Linked DNA regions of Rattus norvegicus: region 2 is linked to region 1. A link is a contact called in public Hi-C data. All regions are on one chromosome and are shown on one strand. The core of a region is the stretch at or near the end of the contact, and the rest is flanking DNA. Distances in the headings are between cores, read along the strand shown.

What was found. A called contact is a pair of places that touch in the nucleus more often than the background predicts.
Region 2: a contact with region 1 is called in a Hi-C map of the A7r5 cell line, with 3 times the contacts expected there. The contact joins the enhancer-like site here to the promoter of S1pr3 in region 1. A contact is called at or near these places in 2 of 12 Hi-C or Micro-C datasets (the A7r5 cell line and psoas muscle).

What each region holds. Positions count from the first base shown.
Region 1 is chr17:13,944,597-13,947,338 of GRCr8, forward strand. S1pr3 (sphingosine-1-phosphate receptor 3) reads right to left here and starts at 1,417. Exons shown (of 2, transcript NM_001271143.1): 1 at 1,243-1,417.
Region 2 is chr17:14,036,164-14,039,102 of GRCr8, forward strand. No RefSeq gene overlaps it. Among named protein-coding and RNA genes, the nearest start is that of S1pr3, 92 kb to the left of the region's middle. Within about 2 kb of position 1,253, at least 25 of the 93 cell types and tissues checked have an H3K27ac peak or open chromatin away from gene starts, as enhancers often do. A contact at or near this core is called in the A7r5 cell line, where this site is marked.

The DNA.
Region 1 (2,742 bases), core at 167-2,666:
TGCCCATCTGCAGATGGGAAGAGCCGATGTGGGGGTTCTATGGCAACACAATACTCGCCCCAGCACTGAGCTCTGTAGCCCTTAAGAGGTTTATAGATCTAGATTCCTCCACAGCTACCTAAACAGAGCCCTCGTGCACGCACGCTCATATGCTCACACACACGCACACACCCCACCACCACCACCACCACCACCACCACCACTACCTCAACCAAACATCCCTGACCACAGCCACAACTTGCCAGGCATTTACCTGCAGTATGTGACCCTTTGGTCCACTTTTGAGGAATTATGTTCACTTGACTCTATCTGCCTGGTTTTCATCTATGACGGATGGAACTTGGAATAGATAAATGTTTGTAGGACGTGATATGCAATACCAGAGACTTGTGACAGCAGATTTTAGAATGAGTGACTCTGGAGGCTTGGAGGAGGTATGTGCCATAGAGGAGAGGAGACCCCCTCCCCTCCTTCCCCTGGACTCAGAATGTTACACATACCTTAACAGTGGTGTTCAAAGCAAAGTATTTCCTTTTAAACAGCTGACATGAAAAACCCTCTTACATTAAGTCTTAGGAATATGGCATCGGGATTGTTCAAGTCCAGAGAGACAGGGACACAGAGACCGTGTACAGGCACATGGTTAATGGCCACCCTCCCTTTTCTTCTATCTCATTCAAGAATGTATGACATACCAATTTTCCCTGGGAGCCTCATTATTGCTTTGCAGGTACCTTGTCGTCTAGTTCTAGGCCTGACGCTCCCCGAATTGCCTGCTCTAGAAGTGCTAAGGAAACTGGAGTTTTGTAGCTCATACAACTGAAAAGAATGCTTTTGCTTTCTCCCAGAGGGAAAAACCACAGCCATTCCCAATGCCCGGGTTTTCTTCTCGTGAGGGTGTCTAACTTCTTAATTAGCCAAGTAAAACAAGGATCTTTCCCTGGAGAGCTTGCGCACTCCCGCTCAGGGTTTACAAACACATTTTAAAAGCCCCGGTTGCTATCTAAAAGAACCCTATACCTCTTCACCAGCTCCAACTGATGACTAGGTCCTGCTCTCCGGGTTATGAATGGCCCGGAGAACGGGAGCGGGTGGCCAAAGCGAGACACTCGCGAGCTCAAATCACTGTGGTGCCTGGATTTGGTTAAAATTTTATCCAAAAAGTAGTTCGGGTGGACCCGGAGCCGCTCCCTCAACCCGCGACTCTGGATTGTGTAGCCCCGATCCGATTTCGCCGCTCACCTCGTTCTGCAAGGCTCATCTGGGCTGGTTGCATGCTGCCACCGCTAAGTCTCAGCTAAGGCTCCAGTTTAGGGGCTCCTCCGGAGGTCGCTCGTGGCCTCAGGTTTCTCTCTGGCTAAGCTTGTCCAGCCGCCTCGCTCAGCACCCGGACCTTGTCGCCTGCCCCTGAACTTGCTCGCCCAGATTCTGCCCCAGAGGATCCGAAGGCAAACTTTTGCCACAGCCCTCCGGGGCGGGGCCCAGAGTCACCCGCCTCCTGCCGCCCCTAACCCAAGCTTCAGAGCTTCTGCGGGCTGGTTCCCATTTACGTACCGTGGTTCCCAGCCACGTCCTGCCTCCGGCCAGGTCCCCGCCCAGTCTTTCTGCCAGTCCGCTGCATCCGCGCTGTCCAGACCCGCGGACCCTGGCTGGACTCTTCAACCCTCTGGATTCCCTCTGCCTCTATTCCTCCACCAATCACCGCCCCCCCTCCCGCCCCAAAACCTGCTCCAGGACCCAGCAGTCGCAGATACCGAACCGGGTACAGAGCTGGACTTGGGTAGACCTAGGTGGCCAGAAGGATTTGAGAGGATTCTTACTAATACTGTTCTCCCTTCGAGATGACTGTGTTAACTATCTTTAACCTGAAATTAACTGACTACCAGCCTGAGCTGGTAAGCTAAGCCCCCTGCCCCTCCGGACTCCTACCCTGCCCCCATTCCTTTCTGAACTGCAAGGCTGGGACCCCAGCCTCTTGTGTATTTCAGGTCCTGACTCCTGTGTCTTGCTTACCTTAGTTAACCACACCCCGGTCTACTCCCGCGCTCTGGGCAAGCCTCACCAGCTATGTGGGGAGAAATGAGAATCTTTAGGGGGAACCACATGCACGATTGTCCGTTACAAAGGAAATGCAAAAGACCTCCAGACCAGCTTGGGGAAGGAGAGGAGAGAGGAAGCAGAGCATGGCTAAATTCCTGAGCAGGCAGGGTCCTGGCCCCTGTTACCTCTTCTCAAGTGCTTTGTTGCCTACAGAAGATGAATTTGCCGCGTTCTTGGGGTTCATCTTGGGACTTTTGGCCTTCTCTGTTGCCCTGTGAGAAGCCCAAGCCCTCTGGGTCACAAGCCGGGCTGCAGGGCTCCAGCTGCCTCAGCTGCACGACTCCCCTGAGCTCTGGTCCTACTTGCCTAGCCTTCCAAATTTGCCTAGTGTCTCGGACACAGCTGGAAAAAGTTCTCTCCCTGAGTGCAAGGAGAATGACCATGCCTCCTGACTCCTGCGACATCCAGTTAAAGGAGGGAGAGGTGGCCACAGTTGAAGATGTTTCTGTAGCTGTCTCTGCAGACACTTCCTGAGGTCAGGGTAACAGCACAGTCTTCTTAGTCACTGCGTCTAACCCCACAAAAAGGCCCAGTGCTCTAGCTGTTTCCCACTGTGTCACCGTCCCTTCCCGGGCAGGTAGAGGTGTGTTTTAATAGCATCTGTATCTCCTTTTCCCAGGTAAACCGTCCTCCAGATAGAAC
Region 2 (2,939 bases), core at 3-2,502, 91 kb after region 1:
GGATGCACAGCCTTCTTCTTTCATGAGTGAACTGAGGACTTCAGAAAGGCCGCATTTGAGTGATCATAATTCCTGTTACCCATGCTCCTCGGAGCAGGTAGTGACTCCCCGTGACCTTTGGAGAGGACGCAGTAATGCTGGAGAACAAGGCCACACTATTCCTCTGCTTCTCTCTTCTCTCTCCTCTTGGCTCACCCAAGCGTTCTCAGTTCATCCTAATTTTCCTCCGTCGCCATTTCTCTAAGCTGCCGCTGATCTTCCTGGCTTTCTCTTTGAATGCACACGCGTGAGCAGGCACACACACACACACACACACACACACACACACACACCTCTTGAATGTGAGTGAGGGCCACTCATATCTAAGAGGGATCCCTGCTTAGAAAACGCTTTCCCAGTCACCCCGGAAAGAGTGCTCTAGCTAACACAAGTGTTTCCCACAAAGCCCTTAACCAGGCGGCTCTTTTTGTTTTAATTGCCAGCCAAAAGCTCTCAAAGACAAATATGGTTCTCCAGAGAGGGATAAAAAAAATTGATGTTTCATCGTATACACCACCGCACTGGGAGTCAAGACGACACATTATCCAAGAGTCAGAGAGACTGGGGCGGGGGATAGTTCTGGGCTAGACCATTGAGAAATGAAAGGTTTTAGATACCCTGTTCTCTGGAGTGACAGGCCAGGATTGCTAAGGAGGGGTTCTGAGGAGGGTGCTGGGGGAAGGGGTTCAGGATGAATGAGAAAAACTCACCCATTAGGAAAAAAATGTCAGAATGTGGCAATGAGCAAAGGCTTTTAACAGACTTATTAGCAACAGATATCCCCAAGTACAGATAAACCTGGTTGGAAGGCAGAAGGCAGAGCTGAGATGTCTTCTGACATTTAAGGTAGAACCAGGGTCATAAGGAGGTTGGGGGAAGACTGTGACTTTCAATGAGGTGGGGAGCAGACAATGCAGGTCTAAAAGCAGCCATGTTTAGGGCACGGAAGGACCAAAGGAACCATGGTAGGGCTTCTCCCCCAGCCTGTCCCCTCTGCAGCCCGCCTAGGCCACTAATGTCCTGAAAAGAAGGGTAAAGTGCATTTCCCAACTCCAGCCCTGACCGGGCCTCTAATTTTACTTCCATGAGTGTGCTCTGATGGATTTTTGAGAAGGGGGAGGTGGGTCATAAATAAAACAGGGCCCACAGCCGAGCTCTAATCAGTTGCAGCTGCTGCCTGAGGAGGCCTGACAGGCAGCTTGCATCATGACAGCGCTTGCCTTGGGACCTGGAGCATTCTGTTGCCAGCATGGGGGCGGGAAGGCAGTGGATGCCTGGGGAAGGGCCTGAGACGTGAGTCTGCAGAATTCACCGCTCCTAATTAAAACCGCATTTAGGGAGAACGAACTGTGGGGGCGGGGAGCATGCCGTGGGATTTCCTTGTAGCTTGCAAGATGAATCAACTCTGAAAGGGGTAGGGGCTGCCTAGCTGCAAACTCCCCCACTGTAGACAAGGACATTCTGTCTCCATCCAAATATAAAAATGGTGACCCATCCTGTAGAGGAATGTGCTCATGGGGACCCCGGGAAGTGTCATCAGAATGGGGGACTGTTTAAATAGGACAGCTGAGTCATTTGGGGGACCTAGAAGGTCTGCTCTCAGAGTCAGTGAGGAGACAATGCCCTAGGAGGGAAAAACCCTACATGGCTATTGTCTAGTGTGTTCATGGGGCTTGTTATCTTGTTAATGAAAGAAAATTATAGATCCTATTGCTGTGAATGTCCTTACATCAAAAATAATTACAGAGATGAAAAGATGTTTTTAAAAATGAAGCTACTGTAGGGCAACCTTACAGGAATTGGTTTAAAAATGGTCCTGTAAGACCAGAAGTGAGGCAGTGTCTCGGGAATGTTATTTCTCAGTCATTCAGTGTGTGTGTGTGTGTGTGTGTGTGTGTGTGTGTGTGTGTGTGGTGTGTGTGTGTGTGTGGTGTGTGTGTGATGTGTGATGTGTATGTGTGTGTGTGGTGTGTGTGTGTGTGTGGTGTGTGTGTGTGTGTGTGTGTGTGTGTGTGTGTGCTCATGGGCACCAGGTGGTACTGTCCACCCCCCATCCCCCCCACCCTCTATGTCCTCAGGGCAAGGCTGCTTCAGAAGAGGCATAGAGTGCTAGCCCTGCCTTCCCTGGATGGCAGGAGCTTGAGCAAGACACTGCCACGATGGCGGTGAGGGAATGGGTGTGCAGGCTGGGTGTGTTCCCTGTACCTGGCACAGCTCAGGAGAGATGGGCAGCCACCCTGAGCTGCGGCATCAAAGACCAGTTGAGCTTCACTCGATGAGAAGCTTCAGTTGGAGGCCCTCTGAAGCCAGCTATCCCTGCCTTAGCCTCTGAGCTCAGCGGGTGGGAGAAGGTTCCCAGGACAGCCTGCCCCATCCAAGAGCAACCAGCCACCCACACAAGTCCTGGGGGAGAGGGCGCCACATCTCACCTCTGACTCAAATGGACTGAGGACAAACAAAACACAAACTGAGCCTTCAGAGTAAGACTCGGGGACTTAAATAACTTTAATGCTTCCACCACCACGGGTTCAGGCGGTTCCTAAGAGCAGGCTGAGGCTCTGGCCTGATGGCTCTAAGTGAAGGGACAATCTGAAAATACAAACATCACCTCCAGTGAATGCAGATAGACCTCAAGCTAGATGAGCAGGAGAGTCCTGGGAGCCATAGGATTATTCTAAACTCAGCACTGCTGCGGCCACTCCATTTTGCTGTGATTTATTAGACTGACATGTGATTTTTTTTTTCTCCCTATTTTCCTATTTCTTCATTCAGGGGACAACCCAACATGCTTTTGTGAGTGTTACAAAAGAATGGATGCAAGCCTTTGATATTGCATCGAGTTTCCACTCTACAATATTGCAATAGACATCCTGACAAGATAGTAGACAGACCTCGCTCAG